2 separate regions of the Ovis aries genome follow, and region 2 is linked to region 1. A link is a contact called in public Hi-C data. All regions are on one chromosome and are shown on one strand. Each heading gives the region's core, a stretch centred on a gene start, on an enhancer-like site or on the middle of the called end of the contact. The rest is flanking DNA. Distances are from core to core; before and after follow the strand shown. Region 1 has its middle 63 kb from the start of MB21D2. Region 2 overlaps MB21D2 (Mab-21 domain containing 2).

The links. A called contact is a pair of places that touch in the nucleus more often than the background predicts.
Region 2: a contact with region 1 is called in a Hi-C map of liver, with 8 times the contacts expected there. The contact joins two enhancer-like sites. A contact is called at or near these places in 2 of 16 Hi-C or Micro-C datasets (blood and liver).

What each region holds. Positions count from the first base shown.
Region 1 is chr1:195,250,709-195,256,115 of ARS-UI_Ramb_v3.0, reverse strand. No RefSeq gene overlaps it. Among named protein-coding and RNA genes, the nearest start is that of MB21D2, 63 kb to the left of the region's middle. Within about 2 kb of position 3,280, at least 1 of the 54 cell types and tissues checked has an H3K27ac peak or open chromatin away from gene starts, as enhancers often do. A contact at or near this core is called in liver, where this site is marked.
Region 2 is chr1:195,407,314-195,412,720 of ARS-UI_Ramb_v3.0, reverse strand. The region is part of intron 1 of MB21D2 (Mab-21 domain containing 2); the gene reads right to left. Among named protein-coding and RNA genes, the nearest start is that of MB21D2, 93 kb to the right of the region's middle. Within about 2 kb of position 2,765, at least 18 of the 54 cell types and tissues checked have an H3K27ac peak or open chromatin away from gene starts, as enhancers often do. A contact at or near this core is called in liver, where this site is marked.

The sequences.
Region 1 (5,407 bases), core at 2,031-4,530:
AAGCAATAAAAATTGATAATTACAGATTGCGATGAACTTTTAGGAAAGGAAAAGTGAAGGTATGTAATAGTATTTGGAGCTGCAATAGGATGAAACGGGGAAGTGACCTCATCTATGAGGATCTAGGAACGCTCCTCTGAGGTGGTGACCTGAAATGAAAGGACGGGTCATTTATGTGAAACATTAACTAAGACAGAGGAAACTGTAGGTGCAAAAGCACTGAGGCAGGAATGAGCTCGGTGCATGTTATTTAGTTTCCAGATACCTGGAGAATTTCCAGAACTTTATGTTATTGATTTTTAACTTAATTACAATATAGACAACACACTTTCTATGATTAAACTATAATTACGGGTGTGTCTGCTTCTTTTTGTAGTTCTATCAGTTTTTCAGCTCTGCTATAGGTTGGTCCCTTTATCATTGTGAAATGATCTTTTTTATCCCGGGTAATATTCTTTGCTTTGAAATCTTCCTGGTCTCCTATTAATCAATCCACACCATCTTTTTTTTTTTTTCTCCATTTAATGTTGCCATGGTTTATCTTTTCCATGCTTTTACTTTCAATGCATTTATGTTTCCGTTTTGTTCCCTGCATGCAACATATGTTTGGGTCTTGCTTTGTAAATCTAAGACGGCAATTTCTGACTTCCAGTTGGGCTGTTTAGATCGTTTACATTTAATATGATATAGACATGTTTGGATTTAAATCTACCTTGCTATTTCATGTCAGTGTGTCCTGTCTGTTCTTTGTTTCCATTCTCCTCCTTTTTTGTCTTCTTCTGGGTTACATGAATATTTTTTTAAGATTCCATTTTACTATATGATTTCTTGCCAAATTAGTTATAACTTGTCATTTTATTTAATGGCTTCTTTAGGATTTATATTATTTATCTTAAACTTTCTCTGGCTTGTCTTCAAATGATATTACACTCTTTCTTAGCAGGTATCAAACTTTATAAAAGTATACCTCCATTTCTCCCCTCTTGGCCTTTGTACTACTGTTGTCATACATTTAATTTCTGCATATGTTATGAGTCCCACAGTTTGTTATTATTTTTGTTTTAAAATGTGAATTATCTTTACAGAGATTTAAACAACAATACAAATGTTTTTATATTTACTCCTGGTGTTATCATTTACCCTGTTCAGAACCCTCTCTTCTCACCACCTCCTTAAAGCAGTCTTAGAAGGAGTGGGATTTGTAAACTATGGTTAGAACCTTCTCTTCTTGCTGTAGCCAAAGCTATCCCTCATCAGTTTCACTGCCTTGTCAGTGAAACTTGGGGGCAGCTGACTATTCAAAGCACACCGGGAATTGTTAATAACTTGGTATTGTAGAAGCAATAAAAGGACATCATCCCTCCTGATAATTACTGAGCTCTTCATAATTTGCGGAATCATTTTATGTCCCTTCTCTTTGTTGAAATACATGGTTTATAAAATACAGTGCACCTGGAAAAGCTTTCAGCTTTCCTTCAGCATCAGAGTGTTGGAAACTCCAAGAGGAGGTGATGAGATACTCTGGCCATTAATTACCCCCTCAGCTCTTGGCATTGTTATTATACCCTGGGAGTTCCAAGATCTTGGCAACCTCTGGATTTTGTTGTCTGAGTTGCAGGTGTTGTAGACAACCCAACAGATGACCATTATGAACCTGGCAGCCACAGACCAGCTTCTGGAGAGGAGAGAAGATATAGTCACTCTGACTCTCATCATAGGCCTTGATACAAAATGTGAAGCTGGCACAGAAGGCTGATCTAAGTGGGCCATGCACCTGGTACCATCTTTTTTACATTTGCCAGCTGTTTTTTCTTGGCTGGCATCATCAGAAAAGCTTGCTCGGATCCCATCATACACACAGAGCTATACAGACATGGTGAGGCTCTGGCACAAGTAACACAGCTCAGCTGGCATGGGCGTAGGTCAGGGTGCCCTTTCCCAGTCTTACATGCACAATGAAAGTCATCAAGACCTGGCTGACAATTCTAATACCATAGTTTCCAAAGAGGATGCCTATAGCCATATAGACACTGACTAATGAGGAGCGTAGTAGAAGCTGAAAGAGAAGCTACACCAAGCCCAGTTAACATTGCAAGGCATCATGCCAGCAGCTAAGAGTAGATCAAAGAAATATGATCCATGTGTTCATCCTCAAGGTATTCAATCTGACTGGTGAGATAGGGCATAAAGAGCAAAAGATGATCAAGAGATAAACGATAACATTAAAAGTAATGACTTAATGAGGCAACACAATCTTTGCCAGTGAAAATTATAGGTGGGTGAGTTTATGGAGATCAGAGCAAATACAGACTAGCTCTATCTTGGTGGTTTTTAGAAGGCAGAGATAGGTTTATTTTTAAATGGGATTAAGTCTTCAGAAATGGTCAGTGAGTTCAGAAACAGTGAACCAAATTGATGGAGATGAAATTATGTATATAGGATGAGAAAACAAGTGTTTGAGGCAGAGCAGGCCAAGAAGGAAGCTAAGGGTGGCCATATTGGTTTTGGTACCTGAGACATTATTGGGGTACCACAGGTGTGAGAAGCTTGAGTTCTGAAGCTCTGTCCCTGACTGGCTGATGCAACCTTGGCCAAGTTATCTCACTCTTTAAATCCAAGTTTCTATAAAATATCTGTAAAATAGGGTGAATAATATTACTAAATTCTTTCAAAGGGTTAACTGAATTTATCCACAGTGTATAAGTACAGAGTGTCTGAAAAAGAGTAAATACTTTCCAAATATTGGCTAATAATGGTGGCTGTGTCAATGTAGTAAAATTTGTTGGGACCATACCTTAAAATGAAGCTTGTGAACTGCAAGGTCTTAGCAATATCTTCTTTTAAAAAAAAAAAAAAATTGGGGTATAATTGTTTTACAAAGTTGTGTTAGTTTCTGCTGTATAAGAAGTGAATCAGCTACACAAATACACCACATTTTTTTTTACACCAGGCGCTTGAAGCTGAAAGATTAGGAAACTAGTTAGTGACAGCGCATGTGGGCCAGCTGAGGGGCTCTGATCCCCCGTCTTATGCCTCCTCCCCACCGCACTGCATTACGGCCTATACTTAAAGAGACAGGCATGGTTAATGTGGCCAGTTAGCAGCTGGAAAGGGGCAGATTTGAACTCAATTTCACCTTAATTTGTTACCAATCTTCTGATTCTGGGTAAACTGTGATATTCTGTTCTGGGTTCTTTATGCAGTTGCCAGTGTCTGATAACCAGCTGGAGGGGCAGCACTGAAAGTCTGGCATTTGACAGTGAAAATCTCCTGGTACCTCCCACAAGGTTCTGGCAGGCAGCCCACACCTTGGCCAGGGCCAAGTGCTCCCTGGCCAAGCGTCAGGTCAGCAGAAAGTGATTCGTTTTTGTCATGTATTTGAAGAAAGCCAGAGAATCACAGAGCTTTGATGAACATATTTAATTGGGGCTTTCTCTCAGGAGGCGAGAACATGTCCTCCTGACGTCTGTCGTATGAGGAGGGAAGATGAGAGTCCTAATGACCCGAGCACAGCAGGGCTCCGTTTTCACTACAGAAGACAGAGCTGGGGGCCAGTGCCAGGCTGTCAGGAGGAGACATTACCAAGAGAAAGGTTGCCTGGGGAAGAAGGGCCCTATCTTTCCAGGAAGCTGGAAAGAGAAGCACAATTAGGACAGCTTTCCTTGGAGCCAAGATGTATGTGCTACTTACGTATGAGCCAGGTTGCATTACTTGAGTGTGATGTGTGTTTTCCAAGTGGCCAAAAAGATCTCTTTTTTGTTGTTTGGATCCCATTTGTTCTCAGCTTGGGTTGGTATGCCTGGGTCAAGGAGAAATGGCAGATCTAATACATTCAAGTCCAGGAATGTTTATTGGGTACATACTACACAAAAGGCTAGGAAGGTGTTTGAAAATACTGGATAAAAGTGAAAATGACAGTCCTTGGCTAACAGAAACTCACAATCTGCTGAAAAAGCCACATAGTGGAAAGTAATATGAGCTTCTTGGGACAGCTGTTCTGCTCACAGTAGCTCTAGATTCTTTATTTAGAGCCCCTCATGCCCAGGGGAAGAGGTCTCAAGTGGAGTTACACAAAGCAGGGAACCTTCCATCTCTCACAAATTGGTCCACGGGTGGACACTGGACCCAAGCTGGGCCCATCTATTCTCTCTCTGTCTGTATGTCTCTCGGTCTCATTTAAAGCTAAGGCAATAAAGATAGAGACTGGCCATCATTGCAATCACATTGCATTAGTGGCAGTACTCTGGATAGAATGTCCATGAACCCCAGAAGTTTCTTCATTTTCCAAAGTCAACACTGCCTTAAGTTCTGAAATTCGTTTGCCAGTCTTCCTAATAATTTTCATTTACCTTAATTAGTTTGAATCGGTTTTCTTTTGGCTGCATTCAAAGAGGCCCAATTCATTTAAGCTCTAGACATCCTCACAGAGCAGAGTGCAGAAATGGCAAAGATGTTGTGTCTTTATGTACTTCTCTGTAACTAAGGAATCCTAACTTGGGGGTCAGAAATCTTTTCTTTTTTTTGGTTCTAGTCCTAATAAAAATCCAGATGACCTTGATCATATTATTCTGTTTAAGTCTTAGCTTCAATATAGATAAGCTATAGAGAAGAGACTTAATCTTCAAGACCTTTTCAACTCTATGACCACTGACTGGTAGAAGTCATAGGTTATGATAGCCATGTGCACAAACAAAAGTGAAATAGGCCCAGTGTCCCAAAGAATGTAGAAGAACACTATGTTATACACAAGAGTTCAGGAGCCAGACTAAAATAGAGCCCCTGCCAACTGGAGGTTTTCTATTGTTAACTCTCCCAACAGATGATTTCTGTCCATCTCCTTTTAGCGGATGTGCCTGATAGTTTTTCAGTCAAAGAGAGAATTGGCAGAAATAATTATTGATGGTAATATTAATAATAACTAAATACTTTGAGAGCTTAATGTCACCACTGAACTGAGTGTATGGCTTTCTGATACCATTTAGTTTTCTCAACACTGTAAGGGAGTAGCTATTCTTTACACATTTTATGGGTGAAGAAATTGAGGCTTACAGAATAATTTAACCCAGGTTACACTTCACCTCAGCTCTCAACATCCATGACCTTAATACGCTCTAGTGAACTACTTCAGGATGATACTCATGTCAGATTTAGTATTTATATGAATATTAGTATTAATATACTTGCATGCTAAGTCGTTTCAGTCATGTCCGATCCTTTGCGACTGTATGAACTGCAGCCCACCAGGGTCACGGGATTCTCCAGGCAAAAATACTGGAGGGAGTTGCCATTTCCTTCTCCAGGGGATCTTCTGAGGATGGAACCTGGGTCTCCTGTAGCTCCTGCATTGCAGGTGTATTCTTTACCACTGAGCTACCTGGGAAGCTCCATTAACATACTTAATATTTAT
Region 2 (5,407 bases), core at 1,516-4,015, 160 kb before region 1:
GCCATCCATTCGGTTGACAAATGCTTAAGATTCTGGCTCTAAAATGTCTGCTGTATCATCCTCTCCCCTCACATCCCACGAGCTTAGGCTCTCCTGTCCCTCACAAGGACAACGGTAACACCTCTTAAATGCACTCCACTCGTCTCCATCATCTCTCAGCATATGCAGCCTAAAGGAGCTCCTTCCAGGGTAGCTCTGACCACTCACATGCTCAGAACCCTAGAGGGTGACCACCATCCCTGCAGCCAAGGCCCTCCACATTCTGAGGCCAACCTGCATCCTACTTCTCTCTTATGCTCAGTGGCTCCAGTCCCAAAGTGGATCCCTCAAACTCTACTTCTCCCCTAATATTTCCTTGTTTTCCAGCTCCCAACCCTTTATTCATTCTCTCTTTAGGGCCTGCCGTCCTTGCCTTGGATCCATACAGTCAAAGCTATGGTTTTTCCAGTAGTCATGTAGGCATGTAAGAGCTGGACCATAAAGAAGGCTGAGCACCAAAGAGTTGATGCTTTCAAACTGAGTGCTGGAGAAGACTCTTGAGAGTCCCTTGGATAGCAAGGCAATCAAACCAGTCAATCTTAATGGAAATCAACCCTGAATATTCATTGGCAGGACTGATGCTGAAGCTCCAATACTTTGGCCACTTGATGCAAAGAGCCGACTCACTGGAGAAGACCCTAATGCTGGGCAGGAGGAGAAAGGAGCAACAGAGGATAAGACAGCTGGATGGCATCACCAACTCAATGGACACGAGTTTGAGCAAACTCCAAGAGATAGTGAAGGACAGGGAAACCTGGCGTGCTGCAGTCCATGGGGTTGCAAAGAGTCGAACATGAACTAGCAACTGAACAATGACAACATCCTTGCCTATAGAAATTTCACCAACTCCATCTAAAAGTTTTTGCCTCCTAACCTGCACAGCCACACATATGATTTCCTTTCTTTCTTTGTACAATCTTTTAATTACTCTGTTTTATGAGATTTATGTGGTGCCTCATACCACAGCCATCATTCCCAAATTTCACACAAGACCGTAAGTTTTTTGAGGACTCACTCATGTCCACCTGAGTCCTGTGTTTAGGCTACTGACATCTAGAAACAGTTAGCCTGATACAGAATGTCTCACTGTGATATAGAACAGCTCATACACAACTGGCAAACAGTGAAATTGTGTCAGCACAATAGAGTTAGTGTTAGTTCACATGTAATTTTCCAAGAACATTAATATTTTGCAGAACCAAGGAACAGCCCAACAAAACATGCTCAAACACAGCAGACTGTATCCATCCATGGAGCTAATGGCGCTCAGGTTCTCCTGGACTCAAACTGACATGCGATCTGTCATGGAAATACTTTTCTTTTTATTGTTTTCTATGATGTTAGTGCATTTTATCTTTGTCTACAAAATTCAACGTTTATCCTTTTTTCTAAAACCCTTTCCATAAAGCCACCTTCAACTTTTTTCCAAAGGTTAAACTCCTATACTAGAGTGATTTTTTTTCTTTCTTTTTTCAGTATTGCTATAGCTTTTGTTAACTTCTTGGTTACAAGGTCAAATAGGTTTGGGGTGATCTGCTCCTAACCTTGTTTTTCCTATAAACCCAGCTGTTTTCAAAATGCAACTTCAGAGAACATGAGGATTTCACAGACTGGGTATACTGTACGGTTATATAAATGCCTAGAGGATTACTCAACCAGGGACAGAAGTTCAGTCGGCTGGTCGGAGGATAGTAATGTTTTACCAAGTCCCTCAGTACAAGTCCCCTGGGTGTCAATGGTTCAGGCCAGCTGCAGACGACCTGCTAATCAGAGGGGGTGGCACTCTTCTGCTGGAACCTAGGCATGAAGATACTCTTGGGGACAACAGAGCTGACCTGCACTGACCCTGAACACTAGTGACTCACGCTTTTCCTGGAGAGCTGAGCACGTCTGAAGATGGCTGGTGCCAGAGATCCCCAGGTTTCTGAATGGGGAGAGGACACCTCAGGGCAAAGGCATAGAAAGTGGGGAAGAGAAAAGGAGATTAAACGAGAGGTGGGCATCAATGTTTAGCAGGGTCTGCTATGAACCAGACATATGTGCTTCTACACAGAATCTTTCAGTCTGACATTCTATCCTCAAATCGCAAACAGAAAGTCAGGTTCAGGGCTTAACAGTGTGCTGTAGTGACTAACACAAAGTTGCCTGAGCCCCCCGTGTGGGCTTTTCACGGCAACGGTGGCTTCCAAATGGCGCGCCTCCAGCTCCTCATAGTGAGTGAGGGTGGGGGCGGGTGGCGCGTAAGGAGACACTGCCTGTGCCAGGGATGGGCAGTCCCTGGGCTTCCCAGCCCCACTTGAACCACTTAAGTGTTTTCCATATTGGGCTTCCTCTGATGCTTCTAGGTGAAGTAAGAGTCCTACGGTTTTAAAAGGGAGAAACAAAAAGCATTGAAAATCATTGCATCCTATCAAGCTGGCTATTTCCCAATTCTGCCTGAGGCTGACCTTCAGCAGGAAAGTAAATCAGTTGCTTACAAAAGATTTAGTCTATACAGAATGCTGTTGCGGACGTGGGGGCGGGGGGTGGGGGGTGGGGGTGGGTCCCTCAAATTCCCTGCTCTAATCAATCCAAAGCTCCAGAAAGACTTCACTTTATGCCAACTTTACTGGCTCATTTGACTCTCGCTCCCCATTTCCAGTGTTCCAGGCAGGCTGGGAGCTGGCAGTAGGGCAGGAGCCTGGAACACGGATGCTCACGTCAGCACCCTGGGGAGAAGCCAGGATCTGAAGCCCTGGGGCCCAGTCTGAGGGAGTCCGAGCAGGACACCCAGGCCCAGCCCTGGTACTCCCTAAGAGAGGCCGATTCACAGCCCCCAAGAGAGCTGGTCGGACAGGCTGTTCTTTAATGTTCTTTCTGACTAAAAGGAGTGATTGTGTCTGAGCTGAGGGAAGGAGGAGGAGAGGTTTTAAGAGCAAGTTTGTAGCAAGCAAATGGACATAATGGATGGAAGGCTAATGGGTGCCGCTGGGTATACACCGCAGGCCCCGTGGACATGTGCAGAGGCAAACACAGACCTTGTGGGATGGGCTGTTTCTCTAAAACTCATGAATACTAACGAACAGATGGGAAAAAAGCGAAGACGTGATGAGTGCTGATGTGACTGAAGCAGAATGGAACAGAACACATCTATCTTTAATTCCCCTCAAGACGACAATGCCTAAAACATAGAAGTTTGTTTCGGGTCTTTCCAAGGACCTCTCCAAATCCAGTGGGCTCTTCTGGTGGCTCAGTGGTAAAGAGTCCGCCTGCCTGTGCAGGAGACTCAGGTTTGATCCCTAGGTCGAGAAGATCCCCCTCCAGTATTCTTGCCTGGAGAATCCCAAAGACAGAGGGGCCTGGTGGCCTACAGTCCATGGGGTCGCAGAGAGACTTAGCGACTAAGCACCAACACAACTCCAAGTCCAGTGGTGAAGCTCCGAGTTTCAGGGAAAGGATGTGCGGGGAAGTTTCTTTCAAGTGGTTAGAAAGAAAAGAATGGGTGCCGGATTTACAGCCAGTCTCTGGGCGATGACTGATCTGTCACCTGATATTGATTCTCGCCTCAGACAGATGGCAAGCGACTGCAGATGAAAGCACGCAGGCCTTGGTGACTGTTCAACCGGGGTCTGAATGCTTCCCCAGCATCCTGCCCTCCTGCCTGCAAAGGCCCATCCTCTTCCCCTGTGGGGCAGCTCAGCAGGCCTCAACTGTGCACGCCTGCAGGTACCACCCCCCGGGTATCTATGCTGCAGCCTTGCCACCTGCTTTCCATTCCTAGAAATCTATTTCAAACACACACACACTGAGGAGTGTGCCATGATGCCCCCTTCAAATAACAATGTCCCTGTCACTGATGTGAAAACTCTCCTTGATGCTGCTGTCTTCCAGATATTGCTAATGCCTGCATCCAACCACTCCTGGCCTTTTAATAACAGAGCTCATTTAGTGAACATCTACTTTGAGCTGAGGATTTTTAATGTATTACCATTCATCTTTATGCTGCCACTGAGTGGTTATGAAGAAATGGAAACTTGTGAGGTTAAATAATTGCCCAAGGTCACATGGTTTGTGGATCTGATCTTTGAACCCAGGTGTCTGATTCAGAAGAGAGTTGACCTGGGAGTTCTCTGGCAGTCCAGCAGTTAGAACTCTGTGCTTCCACTGAGGCACGGGGCATAGGTTCATTCCTTGTCAGGGGGCATAGGAGCCCTACATGCTGAGTGGTGCCACCAAATTCAAATATATAATAAATGTTTTGTAAAAAGAGGAAGACAGCTGACTTACAAACATCTCACACAGGTCAGTGGGAACGACTAACCACATCCCATTTCCCCCTTTTCTTAAGCTCCTTCTCACAACTTCAGGGATATGACAAGGGAGCTAAAGCTTTCAAACATGAGGGGGTGCAGAAACGAAAGAAGCTGGGAAGTCTAGGGGCAGCCCGGGAGAACTGAACCTAGAGACAGATATTCAGGCCTGGATTTTCTCTTTACGCTCTCTTCTTGCCTGGAATTTTACCCATTAGGTTCATTTTCACAGTTAAGAAGAGAACATGGAAATTGCTTCTTGGACATTAAGGTACTAACTACTATTTCCTCCTTAGTATATAAAAGTGTTCAATAGAAGTGAGGTACTCCCAGGCAGTGGAGACCACCTGCCTGGCTGGAACGGGAGATCTGAATCAGAGTATATACTGTGGTTTGTGCTAGAAGGCCCTGAGGACAGGCATCAGAGACAGGGAGGCCTCCCAAGGCCAGGTCGAGGAAATGAGGCACCAGTTGCAAAACTGCTCCTCTTCCTCCCTCCTACACGAACTCCTACCCACAGCTCAGACGAGGAAGACAAGTTTTAGGGCTCAGCTGATGACTGAATTAAAATGGCACCGGTGAACCAAAGCATTCTTTTTTTTTTTTTTTTTTCCACAAGGAAATATGTGATCTGACTGCAAACAAACAAACATATATTTATCATATTCCTAAATGTGAGGCTACCGAGAGACATTATTCCCAGAAGCTAATTACATGAGCACAAACAAGCTTAATAGAATCAACCCAAAGGAAGATGCGGAGTGAGGGAATCTGCTTCGATTCTTCACTCCTACAGAAGTTGTTTCTGAGTGTGGTTGAAGAGGAGAGCCTGTGAAACCCTGGAGAGTGTCTCTTACTGTTTCATTTTAATTATCCATTTCTCCTCAAAATAAGACGCAATAAAAAAAGTAATATTAGTTCATTTCAGACCCCAATTTTTATAGGCATGGTGAGATAGAATTCATTATTAAAACTAGATCTTGCCAACTAACTTTATTATTTTTGTGCTTTTTAAACATTTACCTAGAAGTTATTCAACAGACACAAGAGCAAATGTAAATCACTGGTTTTGTGAAGTG